Linked DNA regions of Mus musculus: region 1 is linked to region 2. A link is a contact called in public HiChIP or PLAC-seq data. All regions are on one chromosome and are shown on one strand. Each heading gives the region's core, a stretch centred on a gene start, on an enhancer-like site or on the middle of the called end of the contact. The rest is flanking DNA. Distances are from core to core; before and after follow the strand shown. Region 1 has its middle 14 kb from the start of Inf2. Region 2 has its middle 23 kb from the start of Gm36894.

The links. HiChIP or PLAC-seq counts read pairs in DNA pulled down with a chosen protein or histone mark.
Region 1: a contact with region 2 is called in an H3K27ac HiChIP or PLAC-seq map of epiblast stem cells, with 5 times the contacts expected there. The contact joins two enhancer-like sites. A contact is called at or near these places in 2 of 39 promoter capture datasets (cranial neural crest and maxillary cranial neural crest) and 2 of 115 datasets of contacts at active chromatin or transcription factors (embryonic stem cells and epiblast stem cells).

What each region holds. Positions count from the first base shown.
Region 1 is chr12:112,572,163-112,578,256 of GRCm38.p6, forward strand. No RefSeq gene overlaps it. Among named protein-coding and RNA genes, the nearest start is that of Inf2, 14 kb to the right of the region's middle. Within about 2 kb of position 4,394, at least 143 of the 459 cell types and tissues checked have an H3K27ac peak or open chromatin away from gene starts, as enhancers often do. A contact at or near this core is called in epiblast stem cells, where this site is marked.
Region 2 is chr12:112,192,806-112,199,151 of GRCm38.p6, forward strand. No RefSeq gene overlaps it. Among named protein-coding and RNA genes, the nearest start is that of Gm36894, 23 kb to the right of the region's middle. Within about 2 kb of position 2,491, at least 10 of the 459 cell types and tissues checked have an H3K27ac peak or open chromatin away from gene starts, as enhancers often do. A contact at or near this core is called in epiblast stem cells, where this site is marked.

The sequences.
Region 1 (6,094 bases), core at 3,144-5,643, 380 kb after region 2:
GGGGCAAGCTGGATGCCTAGACTAGATCATATTGGCAAGCTCCAGGTTCAGCAAGAGAACCTGCCTCACTAAATAGTAAAGGACGGTCAAAGAAGACAGCCAGTGTCAACTTTGAGCCTCTACACACCCACGTACACATGTGCACCATGCCCACTTAAACACTTTTTTTAAAAAATTGCCTACACAGAGAATATATGTATGACTTCCTAGAGATGTGTCAAACAAGGGTGCTAAAAACAAGAAAGAAGGGGGCTGGAAAAGTGGCTCAGGAGTTAAGAGAACCTACTGCTCTTAGGGAGAACCGGAGTTCAGATCTCAGCACCCAGTGAGTGGCTCACAACTGCCTGTAGCTCCAGCTCCACAGCACCTTCTTTCTCCGACATGGACACGGACACACACACACACACACTCACTCATACACACACACATACACACAAACACACACACTCACATACACACACACACACACACATACACACACACACACACACACTCATTCACTCACTCACACACACACATACACACACACACACACTCACTCACACACACACACATACACACAAACACACACACTCACATACATACACACACTCACACATACACACACACACACACACACTCACTCACACACACATACACACAAACACACACACTCACATACACACACACACACACACATACACACACACACACACTCATTCACTCACTCACACACACACATACACACACACACACACACTCACTCACTCACACACACACACATACACCACACAAACACACACACTCACATACATACACACACTCACACATACACACACACACACACACACACACACACACACATTTTTTTTTTTCTGAGACAGGATTTTGCTATGTGATCCTGGCTGTCCTGGAACTCATTATACAGACCAGGCTGGCCTCAAACTCAGAGATCCACCTGCCTCTGCCTCCCAAGTGCTGGGATTAAAGGCACGTGCCACTATGCCCAGTTTATATACTCATACTACATTCTTTTACATGGGGGCTGAGGTTGCAGCTCAGTTAGTAAAGAGTTTGCCTAGCGTGCAAAAAGCCCTGGGGTCAATCCCCAGGACTGCGTAAACTGGGTATGATGGTACTCATACCCAGCACTCGGAGGGCATGGGAGGAAAATCAGGAGTTCGAGGCCGTCATCCTCAGCTACACAGTGAAGTTAAGACCAGCCCAGGATACAGAAGACTCTGTCTCAAAAGACAAAACAAGGGGGCTGAAGAGATGGCTCAGTGGTTAAGAGCACTGACTGCTCTTCCAAAGGTCCTGAGTTCAATTCCCAGCACCCACATGGTGGCTCACAACCATCTGTAATGGAATATGATGCCCTCTTCTGGTGTGTCTGAAGACAGCGATAGTATAGACATATATATTAAATAAATGAATATTTAAAAAAGAAAAAAGAAAAGACAAGACAAGATGCTGGGGAGGTGATACAGTGGATACAGTGGATACAGTGGCTAAGAGTTACTCTTGCAGAGGGCCTGAGATTGGTTCCCAGCACCCAGCTCGGGTGTTTCACAACCACCTGTAACTGTAGCTCCAGGGCCTCTGCTACTCTTTTTGGCCTCTGCAGGCACTTGTACTCATGTGCACATACCCACACACTGATAGACACAAATACACAGGATCTTAAAACAATAACATAGACAAATCCTTTAAAATAGATAAATGTATAGGGGCTGGAGAGATGGCTCGGCAGTTAAGAGTATTGGCTGCTCTTTCAGAGGACCCAGGTTCAGTTCCCAGCACCCACATGGCAGCTCACACAGTCTACAACCCCAGTCCCAGGGGATCCGACACCCTCTCATAGACGTGTACAGGCAAAACAGCAATGCCTATACAATAAACAAATAATGGAAGAGCTCTCCTTGCTGAAGCCCAGGACCCTGGCAATCCTGTCCTGCTCCTACTCTCAGCTCCTCCCAAGTCCCGAGAACAGCACTCACACAAGAAAATCTTTAAAAGGAGAGAAACAAACCTGCTCATAGATTTTACTTACATTTAAACTTTCCTTGAAGCCTAAGCCTTGCGTTGCTTTAGACATGGTTGCACATGGCATTCTTTGAGAAATGGGACTTAATCCACAGGCTCGGTTACGGCCCTGGATCTCTCTCTCTCTGCAGGCTTCCATGCCTTGGGGTTGTGTGCTGCTGTTTCCTATGTACCGCTCCATTTACATACTTAATAAACCCTCGAGCTTAGCTTCCCTGCACCTTGCCCTGAAGTTCTGTGCTGAAGCCAAGGATCTATCGCCTCCTGTGTGGGTGTCCCTCAGGGGACAGAGCTGTTGGTGGCTGTGTGGGGCTGTCTCCTGGCTGCTGTTGACAGAGCCCATGTCTCTGTTTCTGGTAAGATGTGTATCTGGAATCCTGCAGTTCCCTCCACTTAAATGCAAATGAGCTGTGACCCGACGTTTTCTTCCCACGCACACCGCATTTCTGCAGTTTCTCTGTGTCCATTGCGTGCAGTCCTCTACTCTCTCAGGAATAAGGTTTGGCAGTTTACCTACTGTTATTTCTTACCGGACTGAGCAGATGTTAAAAGAACCTTTAGAACTTCTTTGTTAATGCTTTCCATACTCACAAGTGTTTCCAATCAATCAGGTATTTTATTTTATTTTATTTTATTTTATTTTTGTTTGTTTGTTTGTTTGTTTTTGAGACAGAGTCTCTTTACTATATACTCCTGGCTATCCTGGAACTCACTCTTTAGACAAGGCTGCCCTCAGACTCACAGAGATCCACCTGCCTCTGCCTCCCAATTGCTGAGATTAAAGGCGTTCACCACCACACCCAGCTTGGTTTTTTTCTAAATACTAAAGCTGGAAGGTAAAGAGATGGCTCAGTGGTTAAGAATGTTAGCCGTTCTTCCAGAGGACCCAGATTTGATTCCCAGCACTGCATGGCAGCTCACAACTGTCTGTAACCTCAATCCAGGGGATCCAATGTCGACTCCTGGCCTCCATGGGCACCGGACATACATGTGGTGTACAGATACACACACAGTAAAACAATCATACACATAAAAAAAAAACTAACAATAAATTAAAAATAAATAAATAAAGCTATTCTTTTGTGTTCCTGGCTTGCTCGTCATTAGCTGAGTAGCTTTGAGCAAATGCATTTAGGGACTGGAGAGATGGCTCAGTGGTTAAGGTACCGGCTGCTCTTAATGTAGATGTAGAGTCTACATGACTGACTGGAGTCTACATGATGTAGGATCTCTGTGAGTTTGAAGTCAGCCTGATCTGCATACCAACTTCCAAGACAGTGAGACCTCGAAGAAGAGGAAGGAGGAGAAGAAGGGGAAGAAGAAGGGGAGGGGGAGGGGGAGGAGGAGGAGGAGGAGGAGGAGGAGGCCAATGAAGTACTTTACTGATAGAACTATCAGGAAGGCAGACAGCTACAATATGAGGCAACCTTTGTTAAAGGTTTCAAAGGCTCTCTGATGGCATGCTTAACTTTCAGGTTGGTGGCTGTTAATATATTCCAAAAGTTTTTCCTGGTAGTCACAAGGGTTTTAGGCAAGATATAGAGGTGGGCAATAAAAGGCTACTGAGGGAAATAAAGATAGCCCAAGATAATTTGCTTGTGGAACAGCACATTCCAGTTTTCTGCAATCCTGAAGTTCCAGCCAGTCACCCCTGTGTCAACTTCAACACCGACGTTATCTGGCAGCTTCGGTTCATAATATGAAGCCCAAGTCGGCTTCCAGCTCATGCCAGTGCCAGGACCTCAGCCTCCCATGTGCTGGGATTATACCAGCTCCACGCTCCTGGCTTAGATTGATCTTAACCACTAACTGTAAGAACGATTTTTACGCAGACAAGGCTGTGTTTATGGTTGCAGGTGTGCTAGAGGAGGAAGAGCCAGAAGAACACCTTGCCCCACTCTCAAGATTACAGTCAGAAAGACCCTGCCCTTTCCACTCTGTGGAAAGACCTGTCTGTACCCCCACAGGATGGGGCTCCAGTCTGCAGAGACAGAGGCATTGTCTGGCCCCAGGGACTTTGAGACAAGCGGACCTTTAAGGAAGGAGGATGGCTGGTGTTTCAGGGGAGGGTGACACACTGAATGTATTGAGGTCAGGAGGATCATGGAGATTCTAGACACCTTGGGCAAGAGAGAACCCCCGGGGCAGTCCCCAGAATCCCTTAGGTAGAATCCTGGGATTTCCCTGCACAGAATCAGGAGCCCTGCCTCTTGGCTTAGGTTGGGGTGAGATATAGGAGCCAGATGGGGAGCTTCAGTGGGGAAAACATCTTATCCTGCAGCTAGAGAGCTTCCTGGCTCTCCCAGATCCTCCCCTTCTCCCCCGCCCTCTGCCTTCTCTTCCTGGGGAGACAGCTGGTGGAAACTCCTCTTCCTTCATTTTCCGGAGGGAGCGTGACTCAGCCAGGCAGTTTCTCCTCAGCCCCCAGACCAGCCTGTCTCCACCCCCACGCCCTCCCCCAGCTGGCTCTCTTCCCTCGGGGCTCCCCAGAACTGGCCCCTCAACAATTCTATGCGTGAAGCCCCCTGACAGTCCCTTCCAGGACCTCAGCCTGGGAGGGAGAGGGCACCTGAGCAGCCACCTAGGGAGCCTCCAGCCCTCCTGTTGGGTTCCTTGAAGTGTGCAGTGGAGCCTCAGATGACCACCCTGCTCCAGAGCTGAGTAAAAAAGAGCAGTTAGGCAGGCAAGGCTCAGGGAGGAGGAGGAGGTTCCTGAAAGCACAAGGACACTGGAAAACACTGGGAGTGTAAAACCCCGGGAGTGTTCAGAAGCAGGAGGTGTGGCCAGTGTGGAATGCTGAGGGGAGAGGCAGACCAGGCCTTGATCCCAGCCGGGAACTGAGAACCTTCCTCACCCTTCATCCCACCCACAAAGTCCTAGAAAACAGCTGCAGAAACCGGCCTGTGGTCAAGTCCCTTCCCTAGACACAGAGCTGGAGGTGGCAGGAGCCCAGCCTCAGGTACCCAGCCCAGGTACCCAACCCAGGTACCCAGCCCAACTTTGTGAAGTCTACCTGTGGCAGGCCTGTGCCAAGGCCCTGCCCAGAGGCCCTGATAAGAGGCCTTCCGCCTGGAAGCACTTAGAAGCCCAGTTGGATCTAGGTTGCCACCCTGGTTTTGAGCTGTGGCCCCTTCTCATGCCACGTGCCCAAGGAAGTTCCCCCAACAGCTACACTTGAGGCTTGTATTCAGCTGGGCACACTCAAGTCATATCAACTTCAAAGTCTCCTCCCTGACAGCCATACCAGCCTCAGTTTCCCCATTTGTAGTCAGGAATAATAAGCTGCCCTGCTGTCCTGACTGCTGAGAGGACCTGATGTCTGTGCCACCAAAGCCCTGTTCAGTGATAAGCAGATGTGGATCTACCTTTGAGCCAGCCCAGCTACCGAGTTCACCTCTCCATGGAGAGCTGGCCACATCTGCTGGGCAGAGCCACTCCTGAGACCCAGTGCCTGCTACTGCAAGCTGAAGACCTGCTACAAGCAGGGCAGGAGGAGGGAGTCCCCACTCCTGCTCTGGACTTGAGCAGTTAGCCCATGGCTGGGTAAATGAGAATGGACTACAAAGCCAGGTGTGCTGTGTCTTCTGGGTCTGTCTTTTCAGAACCAGGCCTGACAAGGGCTGCAGGGGAGTAAGTCACTCCCAGGGACCTCAGCCATTCTGAACATGCTCCCAGGGTCATAGGCTGAGCAGAGAGAGCTGGGACCCTGAGGGAAGACAACATAGGAGATAACACTGCAACCCTTAGCTCAGTGAGCTGACCACAGTGCCTGCCCCTAGCATGCCCAGAGTTCCCTTCAAGCTTAGTGGGCCCATGCTCCCTTTATTACACCAGTTGGGAATCAGACACACACACACACACACACACACACACACACACACACACACACACACACACACATACACACATACACATGCCCGCCATTCCCCCTCCAGTTGTGCTAACACACACACACACACACACACACACACACACACACACACACACACACCCGCCATTCCCCCTCCAGTTGTGCTAAGATTCAAGCTTGCTCACACCTAGCGATCTGCTATTTCTCAGCTGCCCAGCC
Region 2 (6,346 bases), core at 1,241-3,740:
AGGCTGTAGAGGCACGTCCAGGAAGAACCCACAATGCTCAGGGGAGAGGGAAGCAGCAGGCTGAAGGTGGGATAGGGTAGCAGGGTTTCTTCCCAGGAAACCCTCAGTCCAAAAGTCTTCTCTTTGTTTTCCATTCATAAAAATACAGTTGTTGGTATCTCTTGAGATCACACGTGACCCACATCAGTTCTGGTCATCCCTGGCCTGTGTGCTCTGAAAACTTCCAGTCTCAGAACAGCTTGTGTGTGGGGTGGTGGGGGGGGTGGTGTCACAGCTAGGCTGATGTAGGCGTGTTGTGGCTATGCACAGGTTTTATTTACTTATGAATTATGTGTGTGTTCGATCATGTATACATGTAAATGTCAAAGTGTAAAGGTCAAAGGGCAACTTGAGGGAGTTTGTTCTCTGCTCCACCATGTGGGTCCCAGGAATGGATCTCTGGTCATCAGGATCAGTGGTAAGCACCTTTGCCTGCTAAGCCACGTAGCCAGCTCTACAAGAATATCCTTTTCTTTTAAGGAGACAACTATTTGCCTAGAAGCCAACTATGCCAGGCTCTGCCAGGGTGGCTCCTGACTCAGGACACATCCATCAGGGTGGGCGGTAGGGGATCAGGTCTGGTGAAGATGAGATGGAACACTGGCTCTGGACATCATGGGATACCAAAGGGCCCTCAGGTAGAGGCAAGGCCATGTTGTCCTGGAGTGAATGCCTGTCCTGGATGGGGTTTGTCATGGGTCCTGGGTTACAGGGCCACAGCACAAGCCTCTGTTCTGTCCTGGCTGGAAAGTTATTTTTTTCTGTAAACCAGGAGAGGTATCCTTGTTTCTTGGAGGATGATGTGGACAGCTGGGCACAATGGTCCTGCATACTTGCACAAGGTGGACTCAAAAGGACAGAATTTCCTGCATCTCCAAACGTAAGCTCTTAGTGTGGCTGAGTAGTAGGTAGCACTGAGGGAGGCGTCAAAGAGTTCGATCGCAGAGATAGTATGGTGGCAGTGTGTGCTGGGGAGAGGCTGGAGTGGAGCAGGGGGATGCCGGTCACGTTTGAGAATGAAGGAGGCTGTGGGCCCTATGATACCACAGTGGTTCTGGTTTAGCAGCCAAGGTGTGAGCCTGGGGCCTGCTCAGCCGGAGATGTTTTCAGCAGTTAGAGGCAGTGCCTTGTGCGGAGACTTTGTTTTATCCTGTCTCTCCACCCATACATTTATCTACCCACCACTCCATCCATGTGCCCACCCATCTGTCTAGTCACCCATTACCCACCCACCAAACTATTTGTCTACCATTCCGTTACACATCTATCCATCCATCCATCCATCTAACCACCCATTAGCCCACCCACCCATCCATCCACCAAACTATCCGTCTATAATCCCTTTACTCATATTCCCACACATCCCACCCACATATCTATCTTTCTATCCATCCATCCCTCCATTTACCCATCCATCCATCCATCCATCCATCCATCCGTCTAGCCATTCATGTACAGTGGCAAGCAGGTATTGCAGAGGAGCCAATGAGGCACTGGCTTCTGCTGCTGCTGCCAGATGCAATGGCTAAATGTTTAGAGGTTGCACGAGGCAGTTGCCAAACATTTGCCAGTAAATAATATAGAATAGCTCATGTCTTGATCCTGCCCCATTCAAAGTCACTGAAGTCAGGGTTGACATTGCATGGCTGGTAGTTTTTGTTGAATGAATCGAATCTGTGTAGGGGGAGGGAAGTTGAACAGATCACAGGCCACACTTAAGTGATTTGCATCGGGGTAAGGCACATGGCCTCATTTGTCAGATCATGTGAATGGCGGCTACAGGGCTGGCTGTGTGGATGGAGGCCAGGTACAATTTGCAGTCTGTGTGGGTCTCATCCCTCAGGACGTGTGTGTACATTGCTTCCACAGTAGGGACATTTATATAGAGCTTTCTGTATCGTATGCCTTTTCCCAAAGAGTAGGTTGTGGACTGTTCACTGGTACTCCTGGGAAGGCTTTGGGAGTGGGTGGGACAAACCAGAAGTCGGTACATTTGGATGCTTATAGGCAGGGAAGGTGGTGGGGACAGGAGAGGGTAGGCTGTAAAGAGGTGGAGCTTACCCAGGCGAGAGAGACCAAGGGAGGGAAAGGAGGGACTGGGCAGTCGGTGCAAGTGGCTAGAGAGGGAGGCCAGAGGAGGTAGGGGCAGGGTTTGGTCTCGAGGGTACCTCAGGCGAGGGGTTCTGTTTTAGATTTTTTTCAGCCCTTTTGATACAGAGGTGAGCTCATTCCTGCAGGCTGTTCTCTCTCTGTCTTTGGCCCTTTCTGTTTGTTTCCATCCTTTGTGACAGGTGGCAGTGGCTTTTATTAGCGCCTGCCGCCTCTCACACGGTTTCCTGACCCCTGCTGACAGGCGTCCCGCTGAGAACCAGGCTTGGGTGGGACAGCAGTGTGAGGAACCTTGCTGTGCGCGTCAGTCTGCAGGACAGCTGCCGCAGCCCAGAACAGCCACTTCCCAGCTTCCTTCTGGGCTGCAGGCTGCAGAGAGAAACAAAATGTCAGAGTCCTGAGCTTGGGCTGTCCGTCAGGAGGACCACGGCAGGGGAAGGGGTAGACATCGCTGCTGAGGCGTGTTGCTGAGGATTGGACCTAAGACCACGCTCACGCTGAAGCACGCGTTCTACAGCTACGCAGTAGTCACGTGTTCATGTGATAAACATGCACTGCTGTCTTCCTTCCCCCTGAGAGGAGACCAAGGGTGCTCTCTGGCTTTCCCAGGGCCAGTGCTCAGTCTCATGCACCATCCTTGCATCTACCCAGGCATCCTTCCTCCTTCCCACTCCGTCAATAACTTGGCAACCAGTTTTCTGTACTCTACTCTGTCCATCAGCCGTCCAGCTTTTCTGCTATTGGGTAAAGGTTTCCTCTTTGGCTTTTGTCTTCTTGAAGAAAAGAATTCAGCTGAGAGACACAGTCAGAGAAGTTTCTTTAGCAAAGAAGAATTGTCTAGTGCACACCAGGGAAAGACTGAGGCAGGCAGACCAAAGGCCCAGTGGCGCCAGTACAGTGGGCTCTGGCTGGGTGTTAAGAGCCTTTTTATGAGTATTTATGAGGTGGGTAGCAGACTACATGGGCATAAGATGACCCCTTTCTCCTTCCAATTCATGGCCTATCAGATTTCCCTTTCAGAGTATTTCTTCTGAGGCTCAATGGCACAGTGTAAACAATATCATAGTGAAGACAGGGTCTTGTGAGAATTCAGACATTGCCAGTCTTTCCCAGTGAACCCATCCTACACGGTGTTACCAGCCTCACTGGTTTGACGCTCAATTGCCCACACTGGCCTTGAACACAGGGCCCTCCGGCCAGCCTCTTGAGCACATGGGCTTCCAGCTGTTGTGCTTCACCAGGCCTGAACAAGAATGGCTCTCTTGGAGTTTACATTCACAAAGTTCAGTTTCCTGATGCTGACCACACTGGACAGGGAAGGACTTCCTGGAGGTCTCAGGATACCTCTGATGCCAGGATATAGGAGGCTGGCTCAGCAAGTCACTCTCAGGGACCCTGGACACTGTTGCTCCCTAGACCTTCAGGGCCAGAGCCAGCAGCCTTCTATGTAGGCGTACGTCCACACCTGTCAGTGGGAGTGTCTCAGCAGAAGGCGCCAGGCAAGGAGTCTTCACGAGAGCAAAGCACAAAATGCCGGCACCTTCAGTGGAACCTCTGGGCTCTGGTTCTTCAGGGACACACGGTGACAAGGGAGGTGACTGGATTTTTACAAGCAGGATTGATAGGCCCAGGGTCCCATTCAGGGGGTGGCTGTGTGTGTCTCACACCTGGAACCTGCTGTTCTACTGCCCTGTTGGGATAAGGGATGCCTGAGGGTTGGTGGTACATGGCCTGTGTTGTGAGCGCTGGGAGCCTGAGATGCACAAAGGGCGGGCTACATGACTCCTGGATACAGGGACTTTGGAAAAGAGCCAAGTTTCACTTCATCTGTCTTCGTGATTTGTGAGGACCCTGTGCGAAGCCACATCCTGAATCATGTTGGGCGTGTTGAACACGCATCGCCAACAGACTCCTTCCTAAATTACCTTTTACGATCGCCAACAAATCTGTGGGCAGTGGGCATCTGTACCCAAGCCCAGGCGTTATTTGTGGCAGCAGACAAAGCATTAATTATTGATGTGCCCAGCCACCTCCTCGCCACCTCCAGTTAAAATTCATGGTCCAGACACTCTGCAAATATTGATTCTGACCCAAGTTGATGTTTTCCCTTTAACATTATTATAATGAGGGATAAAAATCAAATTGCCTCCGCTGACGCTCAATCATTCCTCTTTGCCGTTCCTCATCGATCTTCCTTTCCCCAGGTTTTACCATAAATTATTCTATTCAATTAAGTAAACTCACACATAATGGCATTTTGCAAACTGAATAATTTATTGGCTATTTGGCAAAAGCCAGGTTTGGGTAGTTTTATGTCAACTTGACACAAGCTAGAGTCATTTGGGAAGAGGAAGCCTCAAGTGAGAAGATGTCCCAATCAGATTGGCCTGTAGACAAGTCTGTGGTACATTTTCTTAAATAGCGATCGATGGCTGGGGGAGGGCCCAGCCCATTGTGAGTAGTGCCATCCCTGGGCTGGTGGTCCTGGGCGTTATATGAAAGTAGGCTGAGCAAGGCAGCGGAAGAATTCTTTTTTTTCTGGGGCAGTCCCAGGGACTAAGTAGGATTTTAGTTGTAAGAGGTGAGGCTGGAGCCAAAGCCAGCTGGTGGGCAGAGAGGGAGGAATGAGGACACTCCATTCCTCTCTGCCTGGAGATCCAGAGCCTCTCCCGAGCGACCTCCTCCTCTTCCCCCATCCTGATGCCAATCAACCCCGCCCTTGCTCTCACTGGCCACACTCACACCGTCTGCCCTCCACAGCTGCAGAGTTCCCCATGGGAGGCAGAGCCAGAGTCTCTGAAGCTCCCCTAGCCACATGGGGCCTTCATGCCTAGCACTACCAGCCTAGGGACAAAGGACTGTCTTCCCCAGCTCACCTTCGTTAAGATTTCTGTTGTTGTGATAAAACATTGGCAACATGGGAAAGGAAGGGTTAATTTCTCCTCACACTGTCAGGCCACAGTCCCATAACTGAGGAAACTCAGGGCAGGAACCTGGAGGTAGGAGATGATCCAGGGCCATGGAGGAATGCTGCTTACTGGTCACTGCCATTGGCAGGCTGACTCCGAAAGTTGGTACTCTGTCCGTACTGAGTTGTCCTTTGATGAGTATCTGTGTCTCTGTCTTCTTCTCTCATGAGAATACAGACTAGGTGATGTCTGACCTAGGGTCTTTGCTATCTCAGTCACTTCTTTAATGGACCCATCTTTTAATACACTTCCATGCTGAGGTCCTGGGGACAGGGTATCAACATGGGAAGTCTGGGAGGGATTGCCCTTAGACCAGAACACCCTTAATCATCATCTGTCCCCCTGGCTGGCACTTAGTGCTGTGGTCCAGCTGGCCTCTACTCTACAGACTCTGAGAATCACCTCCCAGCCCACCACCACCCGGCCTGTGCATCCTGCTCTCTCAGAGCCTCTGCAGAAGCGTGTGATGAACCCAGAATATCATTAGAATCACTGGACCATCTGGCTTCCTCAAGAGGCCAGTTGTTAGAACCCAGTCTAAGGCTACTTTCCCACAGTTTTTTTTTTTAAGTTTTTTTTCCTTCTAAATTTCATGTGCATTGATTGATATTTGTCTGCATGTATGTCTATGCGACGGTTTCAGATTCCCTGAAACTGGAGTTACAGACACTTGCGAATTGCCATGTGGATGCTGGGAATTGAACTCAGGTCTTCTTGAAGAGCAGACTGTGGAACCATCTCTCCAGCCCCAACAACCCCAGCTTCTATGTCTCAAGTTATACATATCCAATGCCAGAGAGATGAGCCCCAGGATGCAAAGTGCAGGTGGATAGAAGGATGTGTGCTGGTTAGTTTATGTCAACTTGACATAAAATAGAGTCATCAGAAAGGAAGGAGCCTTGACTAGGAAAGCGCCTCCATGAGATCAGACTGTAGGCAAGCCTGTAGGATATTTTCTTAATTGGTGATCCCTGGGGAACTCCAGCACATTCAGGGTGGTTCCATTCCCGGGCTGGTGGCCCTGGGTTTTGTAAGAATACAGGCTGAGCAAGCTACGAGAAGCAAGCCAGTAAGCAGCACCCGTCCATGCCCCTGCATCAGCTCTGCCTCCAGGTTCTTGCTCTGCCTGAGTTCCTGTCCTGACATCCTTTAGCGATGGGCTATGATATGCAAGTGTAAGCCGCGCAAACTCTTTCCTCCCCAGCTTGCTTTGGTTATGTGTTTTGTCA